Regions from separate parts of the Mus musculus genome. Here region 2 is linked to region 1. Evidence: chromatin contacts called from public HiChIP or PLAC-seq data. All regions are on one chromosome and are shown on one strand. Each heading gives the region's core, a stretch centred on a gene start, on an enhancer-like site or on the middle of the called end of the contact. The rest is flanking DNA. Distances are from core to core; before and after follow the strand shown. Region 1 holds the start of Kcne3 (potassium voltage-gated channel, Isk-related subfamily, gene 3). Region 2 overlaps C2cd3 (C2 calcium-dependent domain containing 3).

Region 1 (6,162 bases), core at 1,963-4,462:
TTTGTCCCACTGCTACTTGTGTGACTCTGGGCATGTGATTCCCCTCCCCCCTTTTAATCTCAGCTTCTATCTGCATCTGTAAAATGAAGGGGTCATGGTCAGCTCAAATATCCTGTGACATTATGAATCACGGAACCATGTTGTGAGATCTTGGGAGACTGAGTGGCTGGTGGAAGCAGCCCTTGGGTAGCCTTCTAGAGGACTTCAAGCCCAAGACAGAGAGGCTACAGAGTCTTCCCAGCAGGCTCAGATATTTCTGAGGCTGGGGATTGACTTATACCTGACATTCCAGCCTAGGTAAGGTGAGGACCAAATGGATCCACTTCCTCCTTTTTCCTCTTAGCCTCTTATCTGTAAGGGTGATCTGGCCCAGGGGAAGAGACAGAGTGTGTGGGAAGTTGGGGTAAGAAGCAAGTGAAGGACAGGGTGGGACTCATGAGTGGAGTCAAACTGGAACCCATCAGACCTTCCCATCAGGGCCTCTCAGACCACAGAGGTCATAGTATGTATCCTTCAGTGCTGGGTTTGGGTGGAGACAAGAAGGCAGATTCTGGGCATCCTGTTGGGGTAAGGAGAAGCAGAGAGCTGAAGAAGGGACAGACCGGTTGCCTATAACCCACCTCTTGGTTCCAAATGGGCACAGACAGAAACACTGGTGTTTTGTTTCTCTTCCTTGAGTCCCCGGATTTCCAACTCCTAGAGAGTCATTGATTATCAAGTTTCCAGGATGGACGTGGCAGAGCCCTGTTGTAGAGAGGCCTTTGATTGAAATAGACAATGGGCTAGCTTAGAAAGCAGACTAACAGCTACTGAGCAAACTGGAAAACAAACAAACTAACTAACTAACTAACTAACTAACTAACTAACGATTATCGAACTCTTCTCTATGTGGCTCTGCCTTGGCTCTGTTTCCCTGTGGCTCTCCCAGTGTTTGTGACCATGATAATGAACGCCAGGCTGTGAGCTCATTGGACAGTCCTTGCACTCCCACGCCTCTTGCCTTTACTCATATTCTTTTCTTAAGCAGGAATTCCTTTACACTTTCTGTCTGCTTGGCAAGCTCATTCTTCAAGACCCTGCTCTATACCACCAGCTTAGAGCCGGTCCAGAAACACCCCTCTCCCCTACTCAATAACTAGTCAGTTTCCCCTCTTGTTTGTTACCAGAGTGCCTTCAAAACAGCCTCATTAGAGAACTGGGCCATTTGGAATCTGTTTGTGAGTGTCGATGTGGGCCCAGTGTATCCCTGCACATATGCTTGGAGGTTTCAGGGCAGGGGCCTCATGCATTTCTTTATTCTTCAGGCCTGTTTACATAGTGAGCACCAAAAAGAACAAGTGACTCAATCTCTCTCCTATAAGAGAGTACCCTCCCCAACTCATCCCCTAACAGCTTCATGGAATCAGCTTTCAATGTTTTAATAGAAAACCAAAGTAGAAAAGACTCCCAGTTACCCCAAGATAAGCTGCCTTAGATAGAGGGGAGGCCCCTTGAGCAGGTGGCATGGGGCAAGAGAGGGAAATTCTGAGTCTCCTTTGGAAACCCAGACACTTCCCACATCTGATCTGAGCCCGTTTATCCAAAGGGCAAACATTCTTGGCCCCCAGAGAACGGTAAATGGTTTTGCAATGCTCTTCCCTGTGTACCTACCAAAGGTGTGGCCATCCACACCCACAGAAGGCACACAGATAGCCCAAGTCTCAGCCTGTGATCTCGCCTTTCAAGAGTACCTTTCATGATCCTAGTTCTGCCTATGTGACCTTGAATGCTTTTCCTCTGAACCATATCTGTAAGACGGAGGTAATTACCAGTGCCCAGCTCACCTCGTGAGAACTGGGGGAGACAATAGGCGGAGCAGGCATGAGAAAGTTACTGGGAACCCTGCTCACATTGTTCCCATAGCCATCCATGGCTCAGCTCACCTCTGAGAGCAGTCATCCCAAGTGCCTACCTTCTGCTGTGCCCTCTCACAGCCCACAGCCACCAAGGGTCGCCCACCTCCTTTGTGTCCCACCCTTTCTGATGAATCCTGCAGGTCCTTGCCATTTACAAGTGCCTTCCCTGCCCCTACTTGGCCAGTCTGTGTAGCCAAGCATAGGATGGAGGTTCTTGGTCTTGCCTGCCTCCCTCTTAGAAGGTACTTCAAGCTCCCCTGCGTTACAGATAGAAAACATGCCCTGAGGAATTTGAACTGAAGAAAGTTGCTAGTCGGTTTTCATCTTCCGGGAGTCAACAGACTTTAAAGGCAGTTTTTAATGCCTCCAGTTATCGCACCCCTCCATTTGCAATTTACAGAGTGGCTGGAGCCAGAGAGAATGAGTTTATTCGATATCTGTACGTGAAATAAGAGTCCTGGGCTAGGAGTGAGGAAACACTGGTTCTAATTCAATATGGTCCCTGGTGATAAGATTATCCTGGGTCCTCAGTTTCCTCCCATGCAAATTAATAAAGAGAAGGAGGCAGAGATTAGGACTTTGCTTCCCGGGGCTCTAACACACTGGCTGAGACACCTCCCAAACATTCCCCTTTGCCCTAATTGGATTACATGGGGGCAACTGGAGCAGGAGACCCATTTTACAGGAGGTGACCTAAGAAAGCATAAGGCACAAAGCCATGGTTGACCTGCATCAATTTACACTACCTGAAAACTAGAACCCAAGACTCCTGACTTTCAACCTAGAATTGCTACTAACAGCGGAAGATGCTTCAGCCCGTCCCGGGATTTCGGAGGATCTGATCGCCGAGGGCTGGTCACAGTGGAGTAGAATGGGTAGGGCAGTTCTGCAGAGCCCGCAGCTTTGGTAGAGCAAGACTGACTCCTGGAATGTTATTTCCGTGAGTGTCCCGCTGCAGACCTGTGAGTGTCCTCTTATCGGTAGGAGAGGAGGAGCCTTTGCTGCCTGGAGGAAAGCCTGGGAGAGCGCCTTCGGACCACACACGACTTTCCATGCGCAGCGAAACTCTCTAATCCCTATAGTTCCTGGGAATACCTGCTTTTCTCACTAAGGAAGATCCACTCTGTGTTTTAGCAGCACCCCACGTCGGGTCCCCCCTCTGAAGGAAAACACCGAAACCCTGCACGTCTTGCCCGGACTATGGATAGCTTTTCCAACCCTGTAGCGCCTTACCCGCCTCTACGATCTGTCTCCGGTGAACACTGCAATAATGCCCAGATGCGCTCAGTGCTCTCAGATCTCTGCACGCCTACTGGCTCTGGCTCCCTTTTCCTTCCCAGGGTGTCCCTCCTCTGGCCCCGCCCTGCCTTAGCACTCCAGCTTCAGCGTTGGCTGTCTTGGGGCGCCTCCGCCCAGCTCCTTAGCCTTAACCGGGTGCGGTTGCGGGGAACCACCTGCTTCCTGGATCCCAGACAGAATTTTTCTCGTCTGTGTCTCCTTTAAGTCTCAGCCAACCTAGCGAAAAGCTGATTTCCAAACACCCAGACCAAGCGCTAGGTTTTGGTGGAGTCGGGCTTGGTACCTGTGTAGCTGTGTGGCACTGGGCAGCTCCTCTCTGGGGCCTTGGTTTCCTGTCTATGGGTACCACCATTCCTGCACTCGCTCTTCACAGGGTTACGGTAAGATTAGAAGTGTTTTCAGAATCCAAAATACTAAAACCGGAATAGCCAAAGAAAACATCTGATTCTAAGACATACCCTGTTTTCAGTTTGCAGACGCCCAAATTGGGGAGGTGATTCTACACTCAGCAAGCAAGTCAGCGCAGAGCTCGGTCAGAGCTTGGTCTCAGAATCCACGTACTCTAGCAGGCATCTCCCCCCTCAGTAGTCTGTGTCACATGCCCGGTCTCAACTTGTATCCACTCACTTCTTAACTGGTGTCTGTCCCAGAACACTTGTTTTCCAGCCACTGGGTCCACATCCAAATTGTTTCTGATGATATTAAAAATTGTTTCTGTTGATATAGAAGAGACGCTGATAAGTGTCATTTTCCTGTTGATGACAGAAATAGGGATCTGCCTCTCAGGGACTCTGTAGCAACCACTTATCCAAGCTCTCTTCACTAGCGGAGGTCACACAACGAACACACTCAGATGAGCTCCCTCACAATTCTCGCAAAGATCTACTGCAGTATTTCCAAGGTGAGTAATTTCCATCACAGAATATTAGGATATGATTACCTAATACGTGCTTAGGGAAAAACAAGATTGCCACGTGGTGGGCTTTTTGTGCATAATTGCTAATCTCCTTCAGAACACATCCTTGTTGTGTTGTTTCTGTGTGGCAGGTTTCTATCCAGCCGTTCCTCCCTAAGCTGGACACCACCTCTGAGAGCCGTCATCCCGATTACCCCAGTATGCGCTGCTCCAGTCTGCACACCGAGGGCGGTGGGCTCCTCCTGGGAGGTTTGGATTCAAAAGACCCAGAGTGGGGCCCAGAAATCAGCATTCAGAGTTTTGCCTCTGTAGATGTCTGTGCACCGCTTACATGCCAGGTGCCCTCAAGGCCAGTCTTAAGCACCATTGGGAGACTGGGAATCTCGTTTCTCTTTTCTTTTTTTCTTTGTTTGTTTATGTGATTTTTGAGACAGGGTTTCTCTGTATAGCCCTGGCTGTTCTGAAACTCACTCTGTAGACCCAGCTAGCCTCAAACTCCCAGAGCTCTGCCTACCTCTGCCTGCTCAGCACTGGGATTAAAGATGTGCCCTGCCTCCCCCTGACAAAACTCCTAGGCACACAACAAACAAGAACAATGACAAAACTCAACAGGGGTAGAGTGATGGTTCAGCAGCTAAGAGCACCTGCTGCGTTTGCGGGGGACCCTGTTAGGTTTCCAGTACCCATCTAGGATCTCACAACCATCTGTGACTCCAGTTTTAGGGGATCTAATGCCCTCTCCTGACCTCCACTGGTAGCAGGCACACATGTGGGGTAATAGGCCATACAGCTGGGCAAAATAATCATAGACATTAAATAAAACAATTAAATCTGAAAAAAAATTAAAACTAGCCTTGTCAGGTGGTGGTGACCCACTCAGGAGGCAGAAGTAGGCAGATCTCTGAGTTCAAGACCAACCTGTTCTACAGAGGGAGTTCCAGGACAGGCAAGGCTATATAGAAAAACCTGAGAGAGAGAGAGAGAGAGAGAGAGAGACTTGCCTTGGTTCAGTCAAGGTCCTCCCTCTTTTCCTAGTTTGGGAAGAACTTTGCATTCTTGACATAGGGGAGCAACAACTGTCCCTGTCAGGAGTGCTCTGAGGACACAGACGATCTGTTCCAATAATGCTTTAGAATCAGAAACTCTGATTCATACCACCTTAGAGTTCTAGAATCATTCGGCACAGAACCTAAGCAAGAAGGACTTACAGCTCTCTGGTCAGTTCCCCTCCAGGCGAATCCTCTGTAGTTCACGTTGCCACAAGGCTGTCCAGCTTCACCAATGACATGGTGGAAGCTCATTGTCTCAAAAACAGGAAGTGGCCCCTGTTGTCAGGACATCTATCTTCACATCTCAACTGCCTCCTTCTGCCCTTCAGTCTCTGCTCCCACTGGGAACATGAACCATTAACCTAATCTTTCCTTTAGAGAGGGCAACTGACCAAGGAGCCATTGGAAAATGGTCTGGGTGGTCTCATATCCTCCAGCTGGGCTCTGGGTGGCTTCATGTCCCCCAGCTGGGCTCTGGGTGGCCTCATGTCCCCCAGCTGGGCTTTGCAGGCTTCCAATGAGGCTGGACAGAATGATGTGTGCACCAGGCAGTGGGGATGTGTGCAGTAAAGGCATTGCTCCTTTGAGAAGAAAGGGGGCAGAGTGTCCCTGAGGAACTAAGATGGGGAGTGTGAAGGGGAGGAGTGGAGATGGAGACTGGGATGTGCTGACTTGGGCTAGGGGAAGAGACTCAACCTAGAGATATAGACAAATGTATGTATAGATAAGACTCACCTTCAAGTCTTAGCTTCAATGCCCACTTCTTGTGGAGTCCTCTCTTAACCACTCTATTCCTTCTCTTACTCCCTAAACCCCTCCAGTTTTGCTTGTCAATAGCACTTTCTGTCATGTGGGTTTCTGGCTTTGAACTTGGGTGATCTGGTGTGAACTTTGATCTGGTGTGGGGGACCTTACCTGCTGAGCTGTCTCACTGGCTCTCTTGTTTTGATTTTCTAGGCTGTTGCTAGTGTTCCAACTATATCCTCAGCTGAGGCTCCATCTC
Region 2 (5,839 bases), core at 2,986-5,485, 280 kb before region 1:
GCCCGGTGAGGCTGCCTGGACGGCTGCCTCAGAGGTTGTGTGAGGGCTCTACACAGCTGCCACTGGGCTCAACTTTCACCCCCTTGGCTGGCTGCCTTTCTCTGGGGCGGCTCCCACTATCCACTCCTAAGGTAGCAACAAGGACTTCCCAGACACTGAAGACAGCAGAGAACTCAGCAGCCACAGCTATGAGTCGGGGGAAGTGGGGACAGGACACTCAGACCAGAGTCCCAGCCCTGGGCAGAAGATTGAAATTTAACCAAGCCAGTTACAGCATGGCTGGCCCCCCCCAGCTCCCTTCCCATCCCTGTTAGCACTCTCCCCATGGGGCTCTTCTACCTAAGTATTCCCTCTGTGCCTTACCACCTGGCACTTCTGTCCTTCTGAGAAGCCGTTTCTAACAGGGCCAGCCCACAGGGTTCCTGTTTACACTGTCACTGGTCCCCAGTTTCCACAATGAAGAGCCCAGGAGAGCCAGACAGACTCCTTAGCACGCTAACCAGTGCTGACTAGTGGGAAGTTTCCAAAGTCCAGACTCCATAGAGTCAGTGCCTGGCAGAGTTCCTGGACCCTGCTGCACACCAGCCTGCTCAGGTCTTGACAGGCATAGCACATGCCGGCAGGTCTACAGACCTTACCTGGGAGGTAAACACTAACTTGCGGTTTGGGTCAGGCTAGGTACCAACTAGTTCTGCCTTCTTTCCAACTCCTGTATATTCTCACCCAGGTTACTCATCTTCTTTCAAAAGTTTCAGGTAGCCTTTAGCAGAACCTTCCTGTGACCTTTAGGTCTTTTCTTGAATTCTGCAGAGTGCTAGGGACTTGGTGGTTCAAAGAAAATGAAACAGGTCAGGATCTTTGTTAACAGGAGGAGCAAAGCCATAAGGCCAGAGCCACAGTCATGAGGGCCCTGGGCTTCAGGAAGTTCCCTTGGACCTGTCTCCCTTCTGGTATGATCTGGTGAAGCTCTGCTGGCAGCTATGCAAAGGCCATAGTTCCAGTCAGATGCAGGGAAAGACAGAACCACTGGCCCCTTACCCAGGGAGCTTGCGTTCCACAGCAGAGGCAGCTCTTCAGAACAGACCAGATCGGAGCGTGCCTGTTAAGAGGCCACCCATGCTGGAGCCCTTCACCCATGTTCCTCTAAGTACCCACAGTAAAATTCATGGCTCACCAGATTGGACTTTGGTGGTATCCAAGCTTTGGTCTGTTATAGTATACCTATCTGGGGTGAATAGATATGTGTTCTGTCTCCTCAGGAAACGTTTTGTTATACACAATAAAATGGGATCTACAAATGGAGATTCAAGGCTGGACTTCTCCCTCCCTTCCCCTCTCCCTCTAAGCTGAGCATTGCCTGGAACAATATTGAGAAATCACGTGTTTCCGTCAGGTAGGCAGTCCTGTCACCAAATCCCAGCTCGCACCTGCTTCAGCGCACTTCCCAGGCCCCACACCTGCTCTGGACCCAGGCCTCTCTGACCCAGGGGCTGACCTGCTCCTCTGAAGTAGCATCTCCACCTTCAGCCCTCTGGAAGCCTTTCCTTCCCTGGGGCAGAGAGCACTGGAGCCTTAAAGATGTCAGGTTCAGTTCCCAGCGCTCACCCGGTAGCTCATAGCACGTGTGATTCCAGTTGTAAGGGATCAAATCCCCCCTTCTGACCTCCATGGGCACCAGGCACACATGTGGTGCACACACACACATGCAGGCAAAACATTCATATATCTTAAAAAGTAAGAAAGCCTTCCCTTGACTTCAAGAGTTGTCCCAGCCAGTCCTATTTCTGTTCCAGTCTTGCAGCCATTATCATAAAATCCTTAATTACATAAGACTTTGTGACTTCATCACATACCAGTGGATCTATGTAAGTAAATAAGGCAGCACAATAAAAACAAACTGAACCCACACGCGGGCCTAAGAGTGCCGGTGCTGTCAGTCTTGTTAATGATCTGCATGCTCGTACCTGCCCTTCTCACCCCCACGACTGAGAACACTGTAGCTACGTCTATCAGAAGCCAAGACGGACCTTAAAGGTGGCTGAAGAATAAAGGCCGGTAACACCCAGGACAACGATAATGGAGACATCACCTTGATTTTTTTTCCCCCAGGATCTCAAAGGCCATCCTGAACTTTTGACTCTCCTGTCTCGGCCTTGAAGTACTTAAGATTACAGGCAGGCACTACCACGTTCAGTTTCTCTGGTGCTGGGGCTAAGGTACCCTAGCAGGACATCTCTAAAATGCTAAAACTCAAGTTGGCTTTTATTCTATAGCCAGTGAAAATCAGTTTAAAAATGAAGGTGACATCAAGCACCTGGGAGCTGTAAAGCAGAGGGGCCTGGATCCTAGCAGGTCCCCAGCCATGGAAGCACTAAGGAAGCCCTCAGGCCCGGGGACTGCCCCAGCAAGAGCCCGGATGAGAGAGAAAGAAGCGCACAAGAAGAGCAAGTACTCGGGAAAATATCTAAGACCACTCTTTGCTAAAATTCTTCAAAGCAAGGCCACTGTGTGTGTGTACATGGTTTGGTTCATCTGTCTGTGTGCCAGAGGCCGATGCAGGGAGGCTCTGCCTTATCTGTTCAGCCAGAGCTGTTCCCCGAGCTCGCATTTTTGTTTGGTTGGCCTGTGACCTCCTAGGATCCCTTCCTTCTACGTGGTGCGGAGGATCTCAACTCAGGTCAGGCTTGTCACAGGCCCTTTTCCATGGAGGCCATTTTTAAGACTTTCAGAGACTTTAAAGTTTGATGTGATTCTGTAATTTTCATAAATCTAAAGTAAATGTAAGACACTCAAAGTTCTGATAACCCATGGAAAATTATTTCAGTGCTTTAAAATTTTAATTTGAAAAAAAAAAATGTTTCTCTGAACTTTGGATGCCTGTCACTAGTGTCAAACTGTACACAGAGCTGTTAAAAAACGGTGGTGTTTATTTGGGACTAAGCAGGAAGCACTGTAGTGTGAATACGTGTGCCAAGGGAACCACGGCACCCAGAGTGGCTTTCCCATAATGGCAGTGCCACTAGCAATTCCATAAGTTCAGGCTGGACACTGACCTGGGAACGAGAAGGATTGCTAGTGGATAAACAAGTGTAAAGTCGGCATTCCTCGGAAATGTGGGAAGTGGGCTTCTGTCAGGAAAAGCCATTCCTTTTCCTTATGTGCCCCTATAGCCTCCAACTCCCAGGCTTTGGGCATCTAGTTCCCTATTAACACACACCTGTAACACATATCAAAGTCACCCCCCCCCCACAGCTCCCGGGCTCTTCTGCATAGCAGTACCCCTTTGCCCCCCGCTATTCCAGCTTCCATGCTTCCTCCCTTTGCAAACCTCTTTAAAACTGGCAAGCCTTTCCTTGTCTTTGCTATTCTAGTCTCTGTCCCACAAGAGATAGCCTTGGCAGTCTGAGTAAATATGTCTATCCACAGAGTGGTCTTATTTGTGGTCTCACTGTACCCTTGCTCACAGGGAGCATCTAAAGGCAACAAAGAAGACATATTCATTCAAAACAATCCTGGCTCCAAGGACTAATAACAAAAGGGTGTCTGTCTAAGGACTAACGTTAAGGGTGGACCCAGTCCAGTGCTGACTGGACAGTGCTGGGCAGATATCCTCACACAAGTCTGTGTGAGGCTGCACTTCAAGGTATCCATTTGTGGGAGTTCTTGATAACAGGTGCTCATGCGCAAATTCCCCTTCTTTAAAAATTTCTACTTTATCATTAACATTGCCGGAGCAAGACATGGCAACTCCACTTTGGTAAGTTTCACACTAGTGCTTAACCACACAGGCAATCTAACCAGCACCAGCAGGCTTCCAGCCAAAATCTGTCTCCTGGGGTTTCTTGGCCTGGAACCTCCCAGTGCTGAAACTGGGAAAACTGTGATGACACTGGCTCTCCTAACTGGGACCCAGACTGAAGTCCTAAGGACAGAAGTGGCCCCAAGGGCAGCTGTGCTATGGGCAAGCCAAGGAAAGGCAAGAACTGCATAAAGCTCATCTTCCTGAAACGCAGGGTGCCCTTTAAGGGAAGGGAGATTTTCATCTCTTCCTTTTCCCATCCCACACTGTGTCTAGAAAAGACCAAGACAGTCTGTCCCTGGGGGAGGAACCACGTCACAAAGGCACAAATACAGAAACAGGAACATCGTTTTGGCTGGCAGTTTTGTCTCAGTGGCTTATGGAACTCTTCCTGAGGAGCATGACTCGCTGACCCTTCACCCACTTGGCTGGCCCAGAGGGTGGCAGGGCGATGGACTCAACTGTGCCTACTTAATTCTCACCCTCACCCGTTAACCACCCATTATTAGCTCGGCATTACTTAGAACAAAACTGAGACTCAGTAAGGTCAAGCCACAGGCCTAAGATCCTTTGCTTACTCACTAGCAGGCCCAGTGTTTAGTTCCATGGATGCTGTATTTCAAGCTCATGCTCAGTGCCCGGGCACAGCCCCCAAAGCCTAGTGCAAATGTCTTAGCCATGTGTGTGCCCTGTCAGAAGAGGTAAGAGGACAGAGGTGAAGCAGAGGCGGAATAAGACCACGACAGGATCCCTGAGGGAGCAGCATCTCTGCCTCTGGAAGCAATCTAGGGAGACAGGTAGGACCTCAGATCAAACTATCCTCCAAACATGTTTTGGAAACACACTGGGGAGGCTGGAGAGGGGGTTAGAAAGCCAGTGAATGGTTCAGACGTCTCAAGGCTTCTCTTGAGAACCATCAGAAGGCCCAGGGCAGGAGTTTTATGACACCTGGAGGCCCAGTCTCATAAGTAAAGCAAAGCAAAACAACACACACACACACACACACACACACACACACACACACACACACACACACACACACACACACGAGTGAGCGAACTCTTAACTCCCTGAGGGTCTTCATGTGTAGATACACTAATGCCTTGAGGATGTGAACAGGAAGCTCTGAGCCTCAGTTGCTCTGAGCCTGCATAGTTGTGGTTTCAAAATTGTGTTTCCCCAAAAGTCTCATGTGCTGGAGGTTGGAGTCCCTTGCTGGTAGCACGATTTTGGTAGATTCTGAAAGTTTCAGGAGGAGGGGCCTGGCTTGAGGGAGTAAATGAGCCTTGGGTTACATTCAGCTCACTGGTCCTTCCCTGTTTACCTGTTTCTGACTGCTGTAAGGTGGGCAGCTTCCAACACATCTGTGCAGCCAAGGACTACGGACTCTACAGACTACAATCTCTGAAGTAAGCCTTTTCCCCTTTAAGCTGCTTCTGTCTGGTAGCCTGCCACAGCGCCAACTCAGACATACCCATTTACTGTATGGAGACAATCACCTGGCTATCCCATCCAGTTGCTCGGAGTTAAAACAGTCTGTGTACGGTACTTAGAATAATGTCTAAGTGAAGGAAGCATTGAACAGGAGCAATCAACAGTGAACAGCAAACACATTTTGTTTATAATCTATATTTGTCTCTGAAAAAAGGTTTTGAGAGCTCTGAGACGCCCGCTCTGTCACCTACACACCAGTCCCCGGCTCCTTTCTCTACACTAGTGATGCTCTCTTTCATTTAAACGTGGCACTCTACATATTTGTTCTAAATTAGGTCATGCCTTCCCCAGAGGGCATCCAATGAGGTAAAGCATTCAAGTGACCCTGAGGACATGGCAATGTAGCCTGGGGTAGGGTCACCAGTATGGCTGGAACTTGAACAGCTAGCTCCTTCTCTCTTTAAAGAAGGATGAGCTCGCATAGTCATGGTCCCCTAGGGATGCACCTCTTATCTGTGGTGTCCTCTGCTGTGGGTCCCTGCTTGCTTGGCTGTGGACTCTTGCTCCTATGCTTCTGTGTTGCTTTCCCTTCCATGCCAGTCTTAG

The links. HiChIP or PLAC-seq counts read pairs in DNA pulled down with a chosen protein or histone mark.
Region 2: an H3K4me3 HiChIP or PLAC-seq map of bone marrow-derived macrophages shows a contact between it and region 1, with 4 times the contacts expected there. The contact joins the enhancer-like site here to the promoter of Kcne3 in region 1. A contact is called at or near these places in 5 of 39 promoter capture datasets (3T3-L1-derived adipocytes, embryonic stem cells, liver and 2 more), 1 of 115 datasets of contacts at active chromatin or transcription factors (bone marrow-derived macrophages) and 1 of 9 other capture datasets (liver).

Annotation. Positions count from the first base shown.
Region 1 is chr7:100,175,733-100,181,894 of GRCm38.p6, reverse strand. Kcne3 (potassium voltage-gated channel, Isk-related subfamily, gene 3) reads right to left here and starts at 3,212. Exons shown (of 4, transcript NM_001360467.1): 1 at 3,129-3,212; 2 at 621-744. It overlaps Gm51453 (a long non-coding RNA gene), which reads left to right and starts at 3,204. Exons shown (of 3, transcript XR_003946660.1): 1 at 3,204-3,574; 2 at 3,664-4,095; 3 at 4,242-4,511. It overlaps Gm34821 (predicted gene, 34821), which reads left to right and starts at 5,225. Exons shown (of 4, transcript NR_169134.1): 1 at 5,225-5,327.
Region 2 is chr7:100,460,082-100,465,920 of GRCm38.p6, reverse strand. The region is part of intron 32 of C2cd3 (C2 calcium-dependent domain containing 3); the gene reads right to left. It overlaps Gm10603 (a long non-coding RNA gene), which reads left to right. Exons shown (of 2, transcript XR_001778233.2): 1 at 1-1,393; 2 at 2,110-5,839. Among named protein-coding and RNA genes, the nearest start is that of Gm10603, 6.4 kb to the left of the region's middle. Within about 2 kb of position 4,235, at least 120 of the 459 cell types and tissues checked have an H3K27ac peak or open chromatin away from gene starts, as enhancers often do. A contact at or near this core is called in 3T3-L1-derived adipocytes, bone marrow-derived macrophages, liver and 1 more, where this site is marked.